3 separate regions of the Rattus norvegicus genome follow, and regions 2 and 3 are each linked to region 1. Evidence: chromatin contacts called from public Hi-C data. All regions are on one chromosome and are shown on one strand. Each heading gives the region's core, a stretch centred on a gene start, on an enhancer-like site or on the middle of the called end of the contact. The rest is flanking DNA. Distances are from core to core; before and after follow the strand shown.

Region 1 (3,143 bases), core at 293-2,792:
ACGTGTACCTGATGTATTCATCTTTATTTCAGGACTTTTATACAGATCAAGACACCCTGCCTAAGGAATGGTTCTGCCCACAATGGGCTGAGTTGTCTCACATCTATTTATTAGGACAGTGCCCTACAGACAGACCCCCAGGCCAATTCTATGTAGGTAATCAATCTCTCATTGCAGCTTTCTTTCCAAATGATTCTAGGTTTTGTGGCTAATGCATCCTGACATCATGCTACGTTTTGAGAAAAATGCTTTCAGCTAATATCCCAGATGACTACTCCTGAACAGAAATAATACCTCTGCCACTAACAGGGCTTGAAAGTTTACATTTAGATCTACCTGGATCTTAAGTGTTGGCATCATACTGGAGCAGCAGTAGAAACTAAAGCACAAGAGGCTAATGTAGAATCATGCAACCTTTCCCTCCTGCATGATGTGGTAATGGAGTGAACTACTTTGAACTCCGGATAGGATGAGATCCACCCTGCTGGGATGAGGTGGCATCTCCTCGAGGTGACAGAAGAATTTGCTCCGGAGACATCTCACTAACCCTGCCCCTGATAAGAAATCCAGTTCTGCAGGGAGTAATCAGGGCTGTAAGCAGAGCTGGGTGACTACCTACAGCTGACTTGAGAATTCAATTTGGAAAGAATCACTTCTCACCAGGGAGAGGACTGACAAGGCAGGACAAGAACCTTGTTATGCAAATCTTTAAACGAGGCAACAGCAGAGGGCAGTGAAGAGGCGATTTAATAGGTGAAGAGGCATTACACTAGAAGCTTAGTGGTTAGGACTCTCAGGAAGCAACAACCCTTTAGGGAGGAGGATGCTGGGAAGGGAAGAGATGCTTGTAAGGTTTTTCTACTGAAGGTACGAAGAATTTATTCTTCTGCTTCTCCTTAGCTCCTGACCACGTCAGGCAAATAGGAGTTGGACAGATGCGTTCTTCAACGGGCCCAGGACACTTTGCACATTTAACTATAAACTCTCTCAACAGTGCTGAGGACAATGCCATCCCTACCAAAGAAGGATTATTTTGGGAGCTTTAGAATCTTTAGGCAGGAGTTCAGACAATAGACCAAACGAAAACCCCAGACTTCTCCCAGAAAGGGTACAGTGACTGAGACATGTGGCAATATGCTGCTGAAGTTGAAACCTGGGGTAGAGAAGCCAACGCCTGGAGGCTGCCCAGAGGCTCCCTCACCAGTACCAGTCTCTTACCGCAGGTCACAGCTGCCCTGAGGCTAGCCGCGGGCGGGAAGAGGCTCAGAACCCTCAGAGGCGGCGGAACAGCAGCAGCCTTGTTCCACAGCTCAGCGGGGGCTTTCTCCTTCTTTTCTTCTTCCTCTCCCCCTCTCCCCCTGCAGAAATCAGCCATCTCCTCCCCTTGCCCCACGCCTCCGCGTAGGATCCTCCCACTCCGGCGCCCAAAGCGTTAACCCCGGAGTGTCCCGCAGCCCTACCACTAGGGCCCAGGGTTCCTAAAAAGGAAAGGTACAAGGTTGGTCCAGGGGAGACTTACTAGATCAAAGGCAGGGCATACTTCCTGTTGCCCAGACCTTATATAAAACGTCATGTTCGCCTGGGCAGCAGAGAAGCACCTAGCACTGGCCCAGCGGCTGCCGCCTGAGGTTTCCAGAGGACCACAATGAACAAGTGGCTGTGCTGTGCACTCCTGGTGGTAAGTCGTGGGCAGGAGGCTGCTGACCTCCTGGGCTCGGGACCTCCCCTCCGGCTTGATGGGGACCAAGTCCGGCAGTCTCAGGAGGGAGCTGGGGAAGCCTTTTTCTAGCTACAGCAGGCTGCCCTGGAGAGTAAATGGCTTTTCCATGAAAAGTTCCTGCTGAGTTTTTCCAGATGGGAGAGAGACATGGGGAGAAGACTCTTAAGACTTTTTGCTTTGTTTTTGAATCCATTATACTTACCTTATTTATTTACTTATGTTTTATGTAGCGCACCATACCTTCGCTTGACCTGACTTTTTTTTATTACTACAGGTAAAGTAGACTGTATGTTGGAAAGGGAGGCCAGACTTTTTTGAAACTTCTGTAGTACAGTTTGAATGGAGAGTTTAGATAAAAGGCATTACAGAAAATATTCTCTTACTTTTCTGTGTGGTTTACTCTTTTAATAAAGTTTGATTGATCTAGTTCTCAACTTCACTAGTGTGAAAAATACGAACACACTAATGATAATTATGTCATAGAGGATAGTTAACCAGATTAGTACAACAATAAATAAAGAAGCTTCAAACCTGCTTTGAAATGCTGTATGGAAAATAAAGGAATCTCATTATTTTTAGCTTAAGCATTTGGGAAGTTGTTATTTAGGTTTATATACAAGTTTTATCATGCCCAATATTTGTTTCCTTCCAATCAGTAGCCCATGAAACACATGAAGTTACAAACCAGACAGAGAAGTCTGTCTTTAAGTGATTTCTCTGTCTGGAGTACACTAGAGTCAGTGTTTGAAATTCAGCCTCCTGCTCCCATAGTGAGAATGGAAAACTATGTAATCTTTCTCTTAGCCTCAGGGACACACTGACATGCATATGTAATAGCAAAGTCACTCAGGAAAAAAGTGGACAGGAGACTACATAAATATGCCAACTATGTGTGTACATATGCAGATATGTATGTATATGTAACACATATATCCACTTATATGGATGTAGGAAGAATTTTCTAATTTTACTTTATTTTAGGTGTATATGTGGTTTGCGTGTATGTATGTCTGCGTACCACTTGTGTGCCTGGTACTGACTGAGGCCAGAGGAGAGCATCGAGTCCCTTAGAACTGGAGTTACAGACAGTTGTGAGCTGCCATGTGGGGGATGGGAATGAGATCTGAATCTCTGGAGGAGCAGCCAGTACTCTTAACTGCTGAGCCATCCAGATGGTTCTACTCTGAAGAACTTTTTAAGAAGTGGAATTTTTAGAGACCGTGAGATGGCTCGGTGGGTAAAGACACTGACAACCTATCATTACGAGTTCGATCCTTGAATCCCTGTCTGGAAGGAAGGAAGGAGAGATCTGAGTCCTGAAAGGCATCCTCTGATTTCCACTCACACTCTCTGGCACCTGTGTACCTGCACTGACACACAATAAACAAACCAAGGGAAGTCTCAAAAAAGAAAGAGCACAGAG
Region 2 (3,143 bases), core at 259-2,758, 180 kb after region 1:
GAGTAACCAAGTGTGCTAATTTGAAGCTCACCTACATAAAGGCCCACAAATTAGAACAGAAAAAGTAGGTTTTGGGTTTTGTTGTTGTTTTATGAGTTTTTTTTCATTGACAATAGATGAATTTCTGGGCATGATAAATATTCAAAGGTTGATTAAGTTTTATTCATTTTCTTTAGATTTTTTAAATTTTTCTGTGTCTGTGGACACCCGATTGCATCTCTGGTAAAGTGTTCTCACTGCCTACTCTCTCCTGTCGGGGTCACCAAGGACAAGTCTTCCTCCTCTCCATATGGATGGATGAGCATCGACCCCAGCTCCTGAGACAGGAAGTAGACCTTCCACAGGACACGGGACCAGCACAGGATCCAGGATGCTCCTAACACTATTATTTATGAGTTTATGATTTAATCTATAGTTTTATCAAAGCATTGCACATAATTCTGTCATCATGTTATTACACAACAGTCGCAGTGTCAGTATTTCCCTGAGAAAAACAACATTCTCATAAATCCCATTTTTAGGACACATACGACTTTTCTTTAACAAGGGATGGTGGCTATTTCCTCTAAACCAAGTCCTGTTCCCACACAGTCGCTGGTCTCAAGAGACTAACCCAAACATGGATAGAGATAAAATTTACCTCCTGCCCAGATAAAACAAAACAAAAAACAATAAATAAAACACTGAGAAATAGTGCTGACTTTCCATTCCATTCCAATGGTTCTCAACATCCTGAATGCCACCTTTTAATACAGGTCCCTCAGGTTATGGTGACACTCAACCACAACTGTAATTTTTGCTACTGTTATGAATTATAATGTAAATGTCTGTGTTTTCCAATGGTCATAGGCAATCCCTGTGAAAGGGTCAAACCACCTCCAAAGAAACACTGATCTAGACCATACACTTATCCCAAAGCCGGCATTATTTTCAAGAGGAAGAAAGTCAGAAATTTAAGTAGTTGGATAAGACAATGACCCAACAAATGAGCTGTGATAGCAAGACTTGAGTGGTATGGGCTCAGGGTTGCGGTATGGGGACACATGACAACAACGTAAAAAAAAAAGCTGTGATACAGGAGCTTCGACTGTGCTGTGCACACTCTTATTGCATAGAGTCTGTGTAGAAGACAGTAAAACCTTGGCTCTTCTAAGACTGGTAACTTCACTTTTGAATTTCTTCCGTTTCCCAGGACCCCACTTCCAACCTCAGTTAATCCTCCTGAAAATACAACAGTTCTTCCCAGCCTTGCTGTTCCAACGGTCGTTTATGCATGCCAACTCCTTAACTGTGATTGTATTGATCCTTATGCCGGTGAATCAAAGCTCAGCATAGGCCCGAGACCTTGAGACGTTCACGGCATAGCTCTTTTTGACAGACTTATTTAAGGAGGTGTTTTGTTTTAACCGAGCTTCGTTGCTTTTTCCAGCTAAGAATATCCTCAACTTCAAGACCAAATTCTTAGGCTTCTGTAGAGGGTTCCTGGAATTAATCTCCGCCTCATAAATCAGCCTGACTGCCAAGGACTCCTCAGACCATTCCTGGCAAAGACAAACTCTTGGTGTTAAGTGCCTACTGCCAAAACGCAGTGTAGTGTGACTGCCATCTACTGGCAGGGCCTTGGCATTACAGAATGGGCTCCCACGCACTTCGTGGCTGAAGCACTCCTTTGCAAAACATAAACCTTTTCTGGAGAAATAAAGACCCAGTTTGGTCATAAATTTTGTCCACATTCAACACCAAAATCCCCATGCCTTTTTTGTGGAAGAGATTCAGAATCAGTAGGACTGATTCTGGTTTGTGGTGAGCTTTCCAATTCTAAATCCAGTGAAGCAATGGGGTTGTTAGCTCCTAACCTCCTATTCTCATCAGCTACCAAGTTCCCTCAGCAGAACCTATCATCAAGCCCAGAGGTAGTGCTGATTCTGTGGGTTCACGCGCTATCAAGAACTGAATCACTTGCCATGTCCCTCAGCAGCGATCACTATTAAAAAAAATTCCTTCTCCTTAAGAGAAAAGATTGTGCTTCTTAGAACCCAAATGACAAAACATTGAGCATTGAAATTTAGAAGATGATAGTCTTTTTTTCATTATAGTAGGCACACCTCCATATTCAATGAGAATTAAGTGTCGTTCTTGCATTAAACATATTCTTGAAATCAGAGCTAAGCACTTGCTCCTTCGCGATGCCCGTATTTCTCACTCGTATCGGTAGGGTTTGTGGAACCTCACAATTGGCAGGCACATAGTCCACTTCTTGGAAGAGCCTTATTCGTGTTAGAAGCAACTAACCCAACCCAGAGCCCCGCTGACGTTCATTAGCCAAGATTTCTTTATTAAAGGGCATGGGGACCGAGATCTGTGATCTTACACAAACGCTTCAAATTTTATGACGTGAAATTTACAAACCAAATGACTCTATACTTCTGTAATCATCAGTTCTCCCATTCCCAACTTGCTCCACCTTAATAAACAGCCTAGAGACATAATCACCAACATTTCCAAGTGCTGGCAACCTGTCTCAAAACACAAAAAACAAAACAAACAAACACAAAAACCCCACAGATCTATGTACTGTCCATGTTTACAGAAACTTCTTTAGTCCTGTGTGTCATCATCTCTTGTTAACAGTGGCAATGTTCTGCTAAACGGTCCCTCAATCCATTCTTGCCTCCAGGTTTCCAATTTTTTAGAATGATAACTGCAATAATCTTTGTAAATATGTCTCTAGCAGTGACCAAACCTTGAGGCATGGCTTACACAACCCCTTCCATGAGCTGACTTTATGTATGTTATGTATGTATGTATGTATGTATGTATGTATGTATGTATGTATGTATATGTGTATGTATGTATTTTATTGCTTCCCGTATCTTCCAGTCACTCACCTTATCCACCAAAACTCTCAAACTTCTGCTCTTACAGCCCTTGAATTTTGCTCCCACTTGGGAGTCTTTAGATCTTTTTTTATCTCTCAGGTACCAGATTTCTGCTGTCAAAGCTCTTTCTTTTCATTCAGGTCTCAGAGAAAACACCTCATCTTGGTGCATCTCCATCACTACTCTGTTGAAATCAGCCTCTTCCTTCAAATACCAAACAAACAAACAAAGAGCAAAACCCCTACAAAACCACCATTTTACTGG
Region 3 (3,143 bases), core at 245-2,744, 150 kb before region 1:
GTAGTTGAATTGCCAGGGACATAGTTGTTGGATGGGAATGTGTTATGTTTAGGGTATTTAATTAAGAGCTTCTTATTCCATCATGAAAATGGTAGCATTTCTTCAAGAGGGAAAAAAAACTCAGCTAGATTCTCTCAGTTGCACAATTGAGGAAGCCTTCAATATACAGTCTTCAGAATACCACAGGGAAAACACAATTTCCTTGTATGCTGTGAAAGGTCCAGTAATAGATTTAAGTAAATACTATTTCTAACCAAAACTTTCCTCTCTGAACATTTGCCCTTGCATTATTCATCTACTCACCAAGGAAATGATTTGGAAGCCCCAAGGTCTCTCTGTGACTCCCTCCATTTATTTTATGGTAGCAAAGGTTAGAAGCTGGATTGCAATCGCAGGAGAAAATTAATTCAATGATTAAGAAAAATGCACTTTAAGCAATACAAATTTAAATAACTGACAAGCACCGAGTCATGTTGCTTTCCTTTCTTTCTTCTTTTAAATCTTTTATTTTCTACTCGAGACTTTAAGCAGCTACAATTCTTTTGCCCAATAGCCTCAGGAAGCATAGCATGAATTACTAATAGGAGAGAACCAATCTACACTGCACTGGCCACTTTCAGAACAAAAAGGGTAAGAGCTGACACAAGGAAAACAGATTTATTTAACTGACTGCTCACCTACCTCCAAGGGAAAAAATAGCAATGACAACCAGTGCTAGAAGGGCATTTGGACCTTAGACCCTGACTCTACCTGGGGGGATAAAAAGGAATATTTTATCATTCTCCAGCTGAAGGCAATTGACCTCAGAGATTCCACTTTTGAATAAAAAATATTCATTTGTATACTACTTTTGATCTTTAGTTAAGAACATCTTCCCCACTGGAACTTAGGAGCCCATTAATTAAAAAACATATACTTTAGAAAAATTTATTTTTGACCATCTAGGTAAATTTATCTTTCGAATCAGTGTGAGTGAGGAAAGAGAGGAAGGATGGTAGCTCTAGGGTAAAGGAAGGTAGTCCAATCGAAAAGGTTAAGAATCCTCACCTCATCTAAATACAATGGAAGAGTTTCCCAGAGTCCTCAGGGTTTGACATCAGACTTAAATCCTAGGACTTCACCTTTTTCCACCTTCCCTAAACTACCATCAAGGAAATCTATAGTAAATAACTAATAGTCCACTGATTTCCAAAATAGACAGGAAGTCAGAGGAAACTAGGAAGGAGGGGGAGAGAGGACACACAGCAGTTAGGGCGGATTTGAGGTGAGGAAAGAGATCCTATCTATTTTTATACAATATTATAAAAATTTTATAAAATTTGAGGTTTCTTCCTCACCTTTAGGTCCTGGTGAAATGGTATGTGTGACACAGACTTCTGCAGCAGAGCGACCATCAACATCCAGACCCAGACTCTGAAAGTGCAAGAGAAACAGCAGCAGCAGGATGAACTGGTTTCTTCGAAGCAGGACTCTACAGCCATTCATGACTGTGGTTCTTCAAAAGAGGGTCCCTAAGGCACACGAAATAAACAGCATTATTTTTTAAAGTAAAACCTTCTGCTTCAGAAGAAAAAAAAGGGGGTATCTGGAAAGTACATTCCAGAAATGGCTTCAAAGACAAGCAAGGAGGCATTCCCTTGGGTGTTTATTTTCTCAGGATTCCAAATGGACCATACATTGTCCAGACCGTTTCTTTTCAAATGACAACAGTTTATTGAAAATTATCTCTAAACTAAACACTCGGATGTGCAGGTCAATGGAAACTTTCCCATAAGCAGAGAGACTAGAGCTGATTGGTACTGAGTACTTAGTTTGCTATGAGTTTAAACATTGCATTCCAGGAGTGTTGGGGAGGTTGCGACCTGAGATTTCTGCACATTTTGCAAACATCATGCATGGCTTTAAGCTTTTTATAATGTGTTGCTTGTTCCTGAATGTGCAGTTGATCACAGATGTTCTTAATATTTTCTATGACATAGCTCTTTCTCTTGAGAGCATAAATTACCCTAAGAGTAAGCTCCAAATGAATGATTTTTTTCTGAAAGTCAATCTGGTAATAAGGATAAAAGTTATTAAAAATGTGTATAATTATGGCCTGGTCCTTGCCATTCTATCATGCTTTCAAGGAAATAACATAAAACAAAGACAGCTTTATTTGGAAAATGGGACAAGATAGGAAGGGATATGATTTATCCATCTCCATAATAATAGCTGACAAGTTATGGTAAAATACAAATATATTAGTATGACATTTGTAGCAAGTTCTTTACTTAATTATAGAGAAAGTGTTCAATTATATTTCTTAAATGACAGATGATTTTTATATTACTATATGGATTTGATATAGACATATAGACATCCTGGTGATTGAGGTCTCTATATTTCTCTATGTATTGCTATTCTGATATAACTGTTTCACTATGAACAGTCTAGATTTGACTGTAATTTATTAGAAAATTAGAATAAGTCATTTACATTGGAGAGACCTCTCATATTCTTTTTAAATTCTGTGTTTCTCTGTCTCTATCTTGCTATGTCATTCCCTTCTTTTCTCCCCCTCTCTCCTACCATTATGCACCCTCTCTCCCCTGTGTGCACACATGGATGCAGGTATGAGCATAAGCAACATGTGTACATGTGGAAGCAAGAAGTCAACATTAGGTATCAACTGCTCTCTACCTTACTTTTTAAGATAATGTCATAATGTCTCACTGTACCTAAAACTTGCCAATTTGGCTAAGGTGGCCAGTCAGGAAGCTCCTAGGTACCCCATTTCCACACCCAGCACTGGAATTGCAGGTGCTGGGATGCAACTAAACCCACGTTTCTTTCCTTCCTTCCTTCCTTCCTTCTGTCCGTCTGCCCGCCCGCCTGCCTTCCTTCCTTCCTTCCTTCCTTCCTTCCTTCCTTCCTTCTTTCCTTCCTTCCTTTCTTTCCTTCTTTCTTTCTTTCCTTCTTTCTTTCCTTCTTTCCTTCTTTCTGCCTTTTAACATGGGTGCTGGGTATTAAATTCAGATACTCATGCTTTTATGGAAAACATTTTACCAATTGATTTTTCTCCCCAGGCTCTTACATTCTTTATTATTGAATTAATATTGGTAGGTGTACTATCTAGAGTTGAATAAAAGGCATTTGGAACCCAT

What was found. A called contact is a pair of places that touch in the nucleus more often than the background predicts.
Region 2: a contact with region 1 is called in a Hi-C map of Schwann cells, with 7 times the contacts expected there. The contact joins the enhancer-like site here to the promoter of Tnfrsf11b in region 1. A contact is called at or near these places in 9 of 12 Hi-C or Micro-C datasets (the A7r5 cell line, the Rat2 cell line, Schwann cells and 6 more) and 1 of 1 datasets of contacts at active chromatin or transcription factors (oligodendrocytes).
Region 3: a Hi-C map of liver shows a contact between it and region 1, with 6 times the contacts expected there. The contact joins the promoter of Colec10 here to the promoter of Tnfrsf11b in region 1. A contact is called at or near these places in 6 of 12 Hi-C or Micro-C datasets (the A7r5 cell line, Schwann cells, frontal cortex and 3 more).

Annotation. Positions count from the first base shown.
Region 1 is chr7:87,482,723-87,485,865 of GRCr8, reverse strand. It overlaps Tnfrsf11b (TNF receptor superfamily member 11B), which reads left to right and starts at 1,542. Exons shown (of 5, transcript NM_012870.2): 1 at 1,542-1,678. The coding sequence starts at 1,646.
Region 2 is chr7:87,301,791-87,304,933 of GRCr8, reverse strand. No RefSeq gene overlaps it. Among named protein-coding and RNA genes, the nearest start is that of Tnfrsf11b, 180 kb to the left of the region's middle. Within about 2 kb of position 1,508, at least 9 of the 93 cell types and tissues checked have an H3K27ac peak or open chromatin away from gene starts, as enhancers often do.
Region 3 is chr7:87,633,037-87,636,179 of GRCr8, reverse strand. Colec10 (collectin subfamily member 10) reads right to left here and starts at 1,494. Exons shown (of 6, transcript NM_001130541.1): 1 at 1,338-1,494. The coding sequence starts at 1,485.